Linked DNA regions of Mus musculus: regions 1, 2 and 3 are each linked to region 4. Evidence: chromatin contacts called from public ChIA-PET and promoter capture Hi-C data. All regions are on one chromosome and are shown on one strand. The core of a region is the stretch at or near the end of the contact, and the rest is flanking DNA. Distances in the headings are between cores, read along the strand shown. Region 1 holds the start of Tmem183a (transmembrane protein 183A). Region 2 holds the start of Ppp1r15b (protein phosphatase 1, regulatory subunit 15B). Region 3 holds the start of Mdm4 (transformed mouse 3T3 cell double minute 4). Region 4 holds the start of Lax1 (lymphocyte transmembrane adaptor 1).

Evidence for each region. Promoter capture Hi-C pulls out the DNA fragments that hold promoters and counts their contacts. ChIA-PET counts read pairs in DNA pulled down with a chosen protein or histone mark. Capture Hi-C pulls out chosen DNA fragments and counts their contacts.
Region 1: a contact with region 4 is called in a promoter capture Hi-C map of liver, with 6 times the contacts expected there. The contact joins the promoter of Tmem183a here to the promoter of Lax1 in region 4. A contact is called at or near these places in 1 of 39 promoter capture datasets (liver) and 3 of 115 datasets of contacts at active chromatin or transcription factors (effector CD8 T cells, memory CD8 T cells and pancreatic cancer cells).
Region 2: an RNA polymerase II ChIA-PET map of memory CD8 T cells shows a contact between it and region 4, with 50 read pairs. The contact joins the promoter of Ppp1r15b here to the promoter of Lax1 in region 4. A contact is called at or near these places in 3 of 39 promoter capture datasets (hippocampal neurons and pre-B cells), 10 of 115 datasets of contacts at active chromatin or transcription factors (the 230-238 cell line, bone marrow-derived macrophages, effector CD8 T cells and 7 more) and 1 of 9 other capture datasets (liver).
Region 3: a promoter capture Hi-C map of pancreatic islet shows a contact between it and region 4. The contact joins the promoter of Mdm4 here to the promoter of Lax1 in region 4. A contact is called at or near these places in 2 of 484 Hi-C or Micro-C datasets (B cells and CD4 T cells), 4 of 115 datasets of contacts at active chromatin or transcription factors (the 230-238 cell line, memory CD8 T cells and pancreatic cancer cells) and 1 of 9 other capture datasets (pancreatic islet).

The regions. Positions count from the first base shown.
Region 1 is chr1:134,360,328-134,363,372 of GRCm38.p6, reverse strand. It overlaps Tmem183a (transmembrane protein 183A), which reads left to right and starts at 1,374. Exons shown (of 8, transcript NM_020588.2): 1 at 1,374-1,611; 2 at 1,750-1,839; 3 at 2,449-2,616. The coding sequence starts at 1,503.
Region 2 is chr1:133,129,777-133,132,596 of GRCm38.p6, reverse strand. It overlaps Ppp1r15b (protein phosphatase 1, regulatory subunit 15B), which reads right to left and starts at 1,431. Exons shown (of 2, transcript NM_133819.3): 1 at 1-1,431. The coding sequence starts at 850.
Region 3 is chr1:133,023,975-133,026,674 of GRCm38.p6, reverse strand. Mdm4 (transformed mouse 3T3 cell double minute 4) reads left to right here and starts at 1,259. Exons shown (of 11, transcript NM_001302801.1): 1 at 1,259-1,427. It also overlaps the pseudogene Gm29257.
Region 4 is chr1:133,688,649-133,691,559 of GRCm38.p6, reverse strand. Lax1 (lymphocyte transmembrane adaptor 1) reads left to right here and starts at 1,452. Exons shown (of 6, transcript NM_001159649.1): 1 at 1,452-1,751; 2 at 2,556-2,739. The coding sequence starts at 2,654.

The DNA.
Region 1 (3,045 bases), core at 125-2,624, 670 kb before region 4:
TAGAGTAAGCATTTCCTAGGCCTCCACTTGTTACTTTTTATTGAAATGAGGAATAAAAGACGTATGGGTTCTTTGTTCCTCTAAATTGGCTAAATACTCCAAGAAATCTTGTTTAAGATTTTTTTCAATCAAAATTTGAAAGAGAAATTTTTTTGGTGTAACTAGCATGTTTTTCATTCCAAAGGATTAAAATGAGAGAACATTTCAGCTAAAATCCTTATGTTTTTAAAGCAGTTAGTGGTTTATTAATAGGGCCTGAGTCTCTTGCATCTTTGATTCCCTTTGGACTCCTGGGTGTGAGTATTAAAGAGTGTCACATGAGCAGAGATCTACATGCATGAAAGCCTCATTAAATTTTTACTGGTAACGTGAGATGAGAAGGCTCTGTGCTGACCAGCTGTATTTTGAACTCAACTACAGACATTAATTATGTATACATGGAAAATTATTTAGAACAATTATAGGCTGTTAGACCTTTGCTTCCTGTTATAATTCTAGATAAATTAGAGCATGATTATAACCAATTATGTTGTTTCAGTTATCATTCCCAAGTGATCCAAGCCTTATTCTATGATCCCTGGTGGTAGACTGTTTCATAATTCTAGTAAGTTATGTGGTTTGCTCTTTATGAACTTCTGTGCACAGTACTAGGTAGAATAAAATGGAGACCCCTTTGAGGTGTCTTATAGGGCACTCTCTGAGTAGATCTAGCCAGTTGGGTTGCCTGGGTCAAAAGGACTGTTTCTTAAGCCAGGGACTGTTAACACTTTGGGAGCTGAAAGGGAATTAGAAGAAAAAAAGACACAACACGGGACTTCTCTTTTAATACAAAGGAATTATATGTTCTCATCTATCCTTCTAGAATTTGCTCGGATGATGGTGATGGGAAACCTTTTAAGAATCTCTTCTACTTTGAGAATTCAGACATTTACTCATTTTTCAGGCAGCATCTCTTGTAGCCCAGCTGGCTACGAACCGAGGATGACTCTCACCTTCTGATCCTTTCTCTGTGTTGGGATTACAGGAGTTAGCCACTGATCTGCAGAGAGAATTTCAAAGCCTTTGTAAGCAAAATTATAGCGACCGCTTTGATATTTACGTTCAGGTTACTTGACGTAAGTGGGAAAGAGAGAATGACGAAAACAAGATATATGCAATCTAGATGCTGAAGTGGACCACGATGTAAATTATTAGTTCTAAAGAACGCGGTCTGGAGGACCAAACGCCCCAGAGAAGACGGTGATGAAGACGGTGACAACGCACTCCCCGTCCTACAGCCCGCTCCGCTTTGGGAACCTGGCCTCCGCTGCGGCTGAGGGCGCCGGGTGATGACGTCACCGGGCCCCGGAGGCGATTGGCTCCCCGAGAGGGGCGTCGGCAATCAACGGGACCCAGAGCCCTCGCCGAAGTCCTCGCGATAGCCGCGGCCTCGGTGCGGGGATGGCCGCAGAGCCGGGTGGAGGTGCTCTGCGGCTCCGGGAGCCGGCTCTCGGGGCCGAGACATGGCCCGGGGCTCCGGCCAGCTAGGCGGGCCTCATCGGGACACCGTCACCATGCCCAAGAGAGGAAAGCGGCTCAAGTTCCGGGCCCACGACGCCTGCTCGGGCCGAGGTGGGCGAGGGGCGGGGCCGGGCTGGGCGGCCAAGGCGGGCTGGGCGGCCGGGGCGGGCGCGGCGGGACCCGGCGGGGAGCGGTGGCGGAGACTTTGCCTCGAGTCTGAGGAGGCCTTGGCGCTTTGCTCTGTTTCAGTGACCGTGGCGGACTATGCCAACTCGGATCCGGCGGTGGTGAGGTCTGGACGGGTCAAGAAAGCCGTGGCCAACGCTATTCAGCAGGAAGGTAGGCTTTCGTGGGTCTTTTTAGGCCCAAGCTTTTAAGAGACAGCATTGGGTGTTGTATTTACCTGGAATTGCGTCCCGGTGTTTTTTCTACTGACCTTTGGGTCATGAACGTGTTTGCTCTTCCCACTGTTTACTTTCTCGTTTCGTATCCTGGATGGGATGGGTGTGTGTAGCCAGGATCAGCAGGTTCCGGAGCCGAAATGGTTTTGTTTCCTCTTTGAGTTAAAACCAACTTTGTGACCAGCTGCGGTGGGCATTCCTTTAATCTCAGCATTGGGGAGGCAGAGACAGGTGGATCTCTGTGAGTTTAAGGCTAGCCTGGTTTACCTAGCAAGTGTGAGGTCCTGTCTCAGAAGAACCACCAAACCAAAACAAGAACAAAATCCCACACAACTTTTTGTACTCGTTAATTTCCACTGCCACTCCTTGATACCAGTCCCCCCCCCCTTTTTTTTTTTGGTAGTTTGTGCATATTTTACCATGCAGTTGACTTCCATTTCTTTGGCATATTGGGTTTTTTGTTTTTTTTTTTGTTATGTTTGTCTTGCTTTCAAGATTTTTGCAGATGGGACCAAGTGCGTTTCATTCTCTCCTTGTTTCCTCCTAGTAAAATCTCTTTGTGGCTTGGAAGCGTCCCAGGTTCCTGCCGAGGAGGCTCTTTCCGGGGTGGGTGAGCCATGTGACATCCTGGACAGCAGTGATGAGATGGATGCCCAGGAAGAAAGCACTCAGGAAAGATCAGTCTCCAGAAAAAAGAAGAGCAAGAGACATAAAGGTACGGGTTGCTTTCCTGAGCACTGAGCTCTGTCTGTGGTGATGGATGCTGTCGCTCTTCAATGTGAGGGGAGATCTACAAGGAACTAGTGATTGTCGGTGATAACCTTTTTTTTTTTTTTTTAAAGATTTATTTAGTCTGTGTGAGTACACCATTGCTGTCTTCAGACACACCAGAAGAGGTCATCAGATCCCATTACAGATGATTGTGAGCCACCATGTGGTTGCTGGGAATTGAACTCAGGACCTCTGGAAGAGCAATCAGTGCTCTTAATTGCTGAGCTTTCTCTCCAGCCCCATAACCTTCTTTTCCATGATACAAAAATTAACAGCAACATTAGTTACACTTTTTAAAATTCTGTTAGGGATGTATACATACATATTATATGTGTGTGCGTGTGTGTACACATTTTCCAGAAAATTTCCGACT
Region 2 (2,820 bases), core at 182-2,681, 560 kb after region 4:
GGCCTTCTGTAGAGAGAGGCGGACACCTTCTCCAGGCGGTTGCCGACATCTCTGCCCGCAACGGCTGAGGGTGACAACCATCTTCAGAAAGATAGCAGCTCTCTGGGGTTAGTGTTCGGAAACCCACAAACTGGCCACCTCCAGCGCTGCTCTGACAGCGCAGCCCTAACTGGGGAAGGTAGTCCAGGTAGGAAGGGTTCAGGAGATAGGAAACTACCTTGAAATTACCTAAGCTCTGAACGCTCAGAGGCCCAGAGGATGAAGAGTCAAGTTCTCGGTGGGAGACTAGACCAGCTTGAAGGCTACTGGGCAGCAACTCCACTCCCCACAGCTGCTGCTCCAGGAGGAAAGTGGGCGCTGCAGAGTCTAAAGCTCTTTCCTGGGCCTTGAGTTTTAACTCCAGGTCTGAGGACGAGCACTGCCACTGGAGTCCCTCCTCTAGCCAATCAAGAGAACTGACAACCAAGTCTTCCGAAGAGTCCAGCCGCAGTGAACTCAGAGACTTCTGCACCGTGGGAGCGGCAGATTCCTCCCGTCCTCTCAAAGCTCTCAGGGCGCTGTAACTTGCGGCAAAATCTAGCCATCTGGTAGGAATCAGGCCCCCGAAAAGCTGGCTCCAAAGCAGCAGCTTCTGGAATAGGCTAGGGAGCAGGGCAAGGAGCTGAGAAAGCAATTTGGTCCAGTACCTGGTCCGACGCTCGGGCAGAGCGGAGTTCCCGGGATTTTGTCGAGAGGAAGGCGGCGGGAACTCCGAAGAGCAGGCGTGCGATCGCCGAAGGAAGGGCAGCCGGAACCAGGAGCCCAGCCGAGGGCCAGGCCGCTTCCGGGCCCTGTGCGTTCCTGTCTCCATCTCCTTTCCTTGGCGGCTTCTCAGACAGGAGGAGGACAGAGCTCAGCGGCGTCAGCGCAGGCTGGATCCGAGGTCTACACAGTCTCCGCCTTGCCCAGCCACGGAGTGGGTACTGCAGTCCGATTCCCGCGCCGGCAGAGGAGGCCCAGAGAGCGGCGGCTTCCGCAACGAGTGCTGCACCGGACGGCCCAGAGGCCCGCGCAAGCGGTGGCGACCGCGGTTAGGTCCATCCCGGCTAGGGAAGGAGACGTCCTAGGCCGTGTGAGATCGCTCCACCATAGAGAAGACCCTCCCTCGCGCGGCGGCGACGGAGACGACGGCGGCGTTTCCGGTGGCCCGCACGGAGGCGCGAAACGCCAAGGCGGAAAGGGTGGCTGGGTGGCAGGCGAGGGCGCAAAGAAGCGAAGCTCAAAATGGCCGCAGCCGCACACCCGGAAGCTGCAGGGCGAGACGGAGGACCGAGGGCGTCTACTCCCTACCGCCCAGCGGCGCCTCACGTCATTCGCCGAACCCCCACCCTTGCCTCCCGAGAGGCGGACTTGCCTCACCCTCGTGCGTGGCCTCTGATTGGCCGCGTCTGTGGTCCCTGTCGGCTTCCTTACTCGGGGTAGAGCGGGGCTCGCACGCGGCGAGTTGCATCAGCCGGACCTAGGATGTACGCTTGCGCAGTCAGTTCATTCTGGTCTCCTAGGAGACTCCGCGCCCCACCCTCTAGGTCAAAGGGAATGGCTGGGGAGGTGAGTGGGTTTCAAGAGAACCCGAGAATTCTCCCGAGCCCTTTTTTATGGATCCGATTGCTAGGCAAATTATCCGCTTATCTGACACGTGTATCGGTCTTCTCCTATTAAGGGCGTAGGAAGACTGGAGTGAAACGATGTAGGCAGTGCTGTATAACCAACTCGCCTGGTGCTAAGACACACATCATCCCTAGTGAATCATAGTGAAACTGAATCACTCACACATTCCTGTCCCCTCTGCTTTAGGATTTCTAAGTCTCTAGCATTGCCTGTGATCTAATTTGGACATCTTTCAGGGTCCATTTGACAAAATACCCCTCAGAAAGAAAAACGCGGTGTTACTAGCAAGCTGAAGTCACAGGTGGGAAGATAACTGTTAACTAACTCAGAAACAGCGCGTTCAATTCACTTATTTCCTCAGTAACAAGAGCCACAGAGTAGAGCATCCGGCGAAGGATAACACATTGGTGACTTTTGTCCTCTGAAAAATATTGGCTGATTAATTTTAATTACTGTAATAAGGGGAGGATTTTGTTTGTTTGAAACAGATTTTACTATGAAGCTCAGGCTGGCCTCAAACTAACCACAATCTTTCTGCCTCGGCCTTCCAACCAAGTACTGGCTGATTTATCTCTTACTAGTTTGGTTTCTTTCTTCCTTTTTTATTTTTATTTTTTTCTTTTCTTACTTATCTATTTATTTGTTTATTTGAGGCCGGGTCTCTCTACAGAGCCCTGACTGTTTGGAACTGGCGATGTAGACCAGGCTGGCCTTGAACTTATTAGTTCTGTCTCTTCCTCTCCAGCAAAGAGATTAAAGGCATGCACCACCATGCCTGGTCTTTAGTTCACTTTCTTATTCTCATTTTAATCCACAATGCAAAGACCAAGTGGCTATCACAGAGCGTAGTGGTTACACTAAGGAGGAGAATCTTGCTGCCCTGGGGGAGGGTCAGCTGATCCTCATGACTTGTTGAGCAAGGAACAAGCTCTTTCTTCCCTGAAACCAAGAGTTTTTACTGTTTACGCCCCCACAACATCTTATTACTTGTGTCTGGCAGTAACTGGTTTCTTAATCCTAAAAGCTTTAGGAAAACGTAATTAGCAATGAGTCGTTTTTTTCATAGTAGCAGGAGGTCCGAGTATGCAAATAAGTTACTTCGGGCTTCAGTTCCTTTTGGGGTGAAGCCGAGAGGATCATCTAACCGCTGGGTGAGGGGCTGTATCCCCAGGC
Region 3 (2,700 bases), core at 10-2,509, 660 kb after region 4:
AAAAAACATCTCTTTCTGGGATCCACATCTTAACACAAATTCTTGTCCAGAAAATAACGACCAGGGAGTAAGCTGGCTCATTGACATGTCAAAAAAAAGAAAAGTAGTCAAAGGATCAGGAAGGGTTAGCTTGTAGGGAAATGAGAAGACTAGAGATGGGATATGGAAGTTGTCTTTTTTTTTTTTTTTTTTTTTAATAGAACAGCAGACACCTTTATTACACTACGCATGAGGCTCATTTGCCTTTCCGGGCTTTGATCTTCCGCAGATAGAACTCCAGCTCCTTGCCTTCGAGCACATAGCCGTCTGCTCTGCCACACTGGCCTGGTCGTGAGGCAATACAGGCGAGAAGCTTGCCCTGCTGGAGCTGCTCCTCCAGGAGGCTGCTGATTTTGGCATTCTTTTTCCTTTCCTCATATTTCTTTTGAATTTTCTTTGATCGTTTTTTGTTTAAAATCTCTTCCTCCTCAGGAGTCAGCTTGGCCCCCTTCTTGCGGCCCAGGGGCAGTGCATAGTGGGACTCGTACCACTGTCGGTACAGCGTGCTGTCAATAAGCACGATGCAGTTCTTCACTAGGGTCTTGGTGCGGACAAGCTCGTTGTTGGATGCATTGTAGACAACATCAATGATCCTTGTTTTGCGAGTACAACACTCAGCGCCCCAGGAAAAGTTCCCCACATCCAATCTCAGGGCACGGTACTTCTTATTGCCTCCTCGAATTTGGACTGTGTGTATGCGGCGAGGGCCAATCTTCGTGTTGGCAGCGGGCCGTCCCAGCTCATACTTTCGCTTCTTGTGGCAGGGTTTTCGCTTAACCCCCCCCCCCCCCCCCCCCGGTCTTGCGGCGCTTTTTTTCGATCGAGACAGGGTTTCTCTGTATAGCTCTGGCTGTCCTGGAACTCACTTTGTAGACCAGGCTGGCCTCGAACTCAGAAATCCGCCTGCCTCTGCCTCCCAAGTGCTGGGATCAAAAGCGTGCGCCACCACGACCAGCCTCTATTTTCTTTCAAAACCTCTTTATGCAAGCAAGGTATGCTGTGGCAAGCCTTAAATCTCAGCACTCGGGAGGCAGTCTGGTTTACATAGTGAATTCCAGGACAGCTAGAGCTACACAGAGAATCCCTGACTCAATAGTAAAATAAAATAGAAAACTATCTCTGTCTGACCTCGGAGGTCCGGAGGCTCTCTTCCCGGACTAGTGTGTACTCAATGGTAGATTCTTCAGCCTTTCTAGCTCTCTAGTCCTCCAGGGTCCGCTCTATGGTTCCCCCGGCCTCCCCGGAAGCTCTTGCGAACGCTGGGTTTGAGAGGCCGGAAGTGGTGCTGCCGTTGCTCGCAGTTTCAAAATGCAGTGCAGGCCTTAGGGTCTCCGGCTGCCACCCCTCCCCCAGCTAGGAGGGGGAGCGACTCATGGAGCGGCCGTAAGGTGTGGTGTTGGGGTCTGGCCCGCGGGGGGCCGGGGGAGCGGACAGAAGGTCCGGAGGCTTCGGAGCTAGGAACCGGGCGGGAGGAGCCTGGGGCGCGGAGGGCGGCGTGGGCCGCGGGGCCGTGGAAGGGGCTGTGGGGGAAGGGTGGCGCTTCGACCCCGGGGTGGAGGAAAATGGAGTGTGGTGAAACGGAGTCCACAGTTAACAGACTGAAAGCGAAGTGAAGGGGTTGATCTTTTATTTGCTCTTCCACTTTGCGGGGTGGGTGAGGCACTTTGAAGGAAAGGAGTCGTAGAGAGAGACCTGGAGAGTGTCATTGGCGTGACTTAAGATTTAAATAATTTCTAGGGCTGCAAATTGTCTGCTTTAGTGTGTGAAAGATACTTGTTTGCGGTCTTCATACGGACCTGGGGCATTTAAAAAATTAAAAAAATATTCTTCACGAATATGTTGTGTTATTATTATTGAGACAGAATCTCATTATTATTATTATTATTATTATTATTATTATTATGACAGAATCTCACTGTGGCCGGCCCTGGCTAACCCGGAGCTTGCTGTATAGACTAGGCTGACCTCAAATTCACAGTCATCTGCCCCTGCCTCCAAAACAGCCTGCTCCTCTACCTCACCGGGACCACGAATATGAACTTTAATTAGCACACCACCCAACGATGCTTGTACATCCCCAGATTTTGACACCACTCTTATTATGACACATCTGGATAAAACAATGCCTGTCTTGTCCTACTCAAGAAAGGTCTTTGTGGATTAGGAACCTCTACCTAATGACAGGCACGACATGTGTCAAAGATATTTGAAACGTTTAATAATGCTGTCAGTTGCTGCATATCCAAGTTTAGTCTCCTCCTTCATACATTTCTGCTAGGAAAAAAGTTTGTTTAGGTCCAAAGTATTACTTTCAGTATTCTTTTACTGTACTGGTCAAGACCACAAACAACTCCTGTTTCGTTTTTTTTAATTAGCTATTTTCTTTATTTACCTTTCCTAGTTTCCTCTCCGAAAATCCCCTATCCTCTCTCCCTCCCTCTGCTCACTAGTCCACCCACTCCCGCTTCCTGGCCCTGGCATTCCCCTATACTGGGGCAAAGAACCTTCACAGGACCAAGGCCCTACCTCCCGTTAATGACCGACTAGGGCATTCTCTGCTACATATACAGCTAGAGACACAAGTCCCACCATGTGTTTTCTTTGATTTGTGGTTTAGTCCCAGGGAGCTCTGGGGGTACTGGTTAGTTCATATTGTTGTTC
Region 4 (2,911 bases), core at 203-2,702:
TTCCCGACACACGTGAAGCGAAAGGGAAGGGATTTTAGAAACAAACTCGAAACTTTCTCCCAAGCTTGGGAGCTTGAGGTAAATGCTGGCGAGAAACCCAGCAGTACCTGAAATGAGAGGTTACCCAGGACTGGGACTGGCTGCAGCAGAGCCAGGCCAGCAACAGATAGCCCCTCACCAGAAGCCCTGAGGAAGAAACAGTGGCCAACGGCCCTGTAACCCGGGCTCGGTTCCATTCCCACTATGATACCGGAACAGAGGCTCTGAGAGTATGAAACTCAGCTCACCTCTGGCATTATCACCTGCAGAAGATCTATTTATGAAGCCAGTCCACCCACGGAACCACAAGCGGGTGCCAGCTCTGTACAGCTCTCTAAACAACTAATTCTAGCTCTTTTGAGATCTGCTAAGAACCATTCTAAGGCCAGCATTGGTGGTACACTTTTTCAATCCCAGCCCTTAGGAGACAGAGGCTGGAGGACCTCTGAGAGTTTGAGGTCAGCCAGCCTGGCCTGTGTAGTGAAATACAGAACAGGGCAGTGGTGGCACACGCCTTTAATCCCAGCACTCAGGAGGTAGAGGCAGTCGGGTTTCTGAGTTCGAGGCCAGCCTGGTCTACAAAGTATGTTCCAGGCCAGCCAGGGCTATACAGAGAAACCCTGTCTCGAAAAACCAAAAAGAGAGGGGGGGGGAGGGAGGGAGGGAGGGAGGGAGGGAGGGAGGAAGGGAGGGAGGGAGGGAGGGAGGAAGAAAGAAAGAAAGAAAGAAAGAAAGAAAGAAAGAAAGAAAGAAAGAAAGAAAGAAAGAAAGAAAGAAAGAAAGAAAGAAAGAAAAGCCATGGATGTGTAGAGAAACCCTGTCTTGGGTTGGGAGCAGGGGTAAGAACCATTCTGAGCCCTGAGCCTGATTCACACCTGTAAGCACATCACCAGGGACATTAAGACAAGAAGCTACTATGAGTTCAGTCAACTTGACCTCTGAAGGGAGATCTGCCTCACAAAAACAAAAAACAAAAAAAACATAGTGTGCAAGATGGTTCATTGGATACAAACACTTGCCTCTGTCCAACACCCTAGTTTGACTCTTGAGACCAACACAGTAAGTAGGAAAGAACACACTCCCTCCAGTGTTCTCTGACCCCCACTCATGTGGCACGGCATGTGTGCAGACACAGTAAATAGATGTGAAAAGCATAAATAAGTAAAGATAACCAATGACAATAGCTACGCAAGCACATTGTCTTGAACCTTCGAATTTTGACCCTAGAGGTTTTTAACACTCAGAAAAACAGGGTGAATAGTCATGTCTCTGACTCTTCAACCACATGGGCCCCAGATGCCAGAGTGCCTGTGGGGAACAGGAGGGCTGAAGGTGGGTTTCCTGCTGTCTGGGTTGAGCGGAGCATTTCCTGTGCCCTGGCCTTATTAGCACACCGGTGGAGGGTGCTTCCTGTCAGCGACTTTCCATTCTGCCAGAGTGGTTTGCTGTTTTCACACTGCCCTGGGGGTTGGAGGAAGAAGATTTTCTCACGAAAACGCTGGGCCTCTTGACAGTCGCCTCCCTACTCCCCCACAGGCCCCTCATGTTTCCATCAACTGGCAGAAACTAGAGAGTGGCCCTACTGCTTCACACTGGGAGCACAGACAGCTGGGTGAGAAAGAGCACGGCTCCTGCAGTGGGCATTGTGGCCACCTCCAGTAGACCAACTCTGATGAACCTTCTACCAACTCAGCCTGGAATTTCAGGTGAAGGTAGGGAGGTTTGGGTCTTATTACTATTGTTGTTGCTGTTAGTAGTAGTAGTGGTGGTACAGCCGTTCTGTGTGTGTGTGTGTGTGTGTGTGTGTGTGTGTGTGTGTGTGTGTCTCGGAAGATCAGAAGATAATTTGTAGGAACCGGTTCTTGCCTTCCACTATGCATGCAGAGGGTAAACTTGGGTCATTAAACTGGCAGTAAGTACCTTTACCTGCAGAGCCATCGCACCAGCCCAAAGAAGGCAGTTTGTTGGGAGAACATTCTAGAACAGAAGATTAAAAGCTTCAGAAAGAAACAAAAACTAAAAACCAGTTTTGTATGTGAGAACCTTGGTGAATATGATCTAGGAAGAATGACTGGGAGGTGGCTGCATTGCATGAGGTACTCGAAGCCCTGGGGTTCCAGCTCCAGAACCACCTTCATGAGTGCGGTGGTGCACACCTGGAAATCCCAGTGCTGAGGGAGCAGAGGCAGAGGATCAGAGTTCAAGATCCTACACCCCCCATATATGTATATGTATATGTATATGTATATGTATATGTATATGTATATGTATATGTATATGTATATGTATATGTATGTGTATATATGTGTATATATATATATACATATATATATATGTATATATATATATATCATCTTGGGTACTTAAATAAGAAATTTCAATAGTACAAAATGATACAATTTGGAATACATAGGGATTTGGAGAATTTTCTGTCATTCTATTATCTACTTTTTTTTTAAAAGGTGATTATATGCAAAATGCATACCAGTTTACCCTTTTTCCCCTCTATGAATCAGCAACTTAGAAAGAGCTAAGAAAAGTGGAAGCCATACTGGCTAGTCAGTCACGACACTGAAAAGGCTTAGAAGCTGCAAAGCCCCTCAGAGGTCCAGTGATGTACAGCACCCCGGCCCCTCCAGAGGTCACAAGAAGGAACTCAGAGCCCAGCACTCGGCAGGGGACTCTTGGCAGCCTGCAGGGGTGAGTGCTTTGGGAAAGTGAGCCCCAGGGTCCCCTGATCTCCTACAGGAATGGTCTATTTCCAACCCAGACCTGGGTCCACCAAGATGAGCAAACTTGGGGAGCTAAGAGCTGTTTCCCCGAGGGATGCTGGGAGGGAAGAAAAGAGATACTGGGGTTGAGGGGAGAGGGA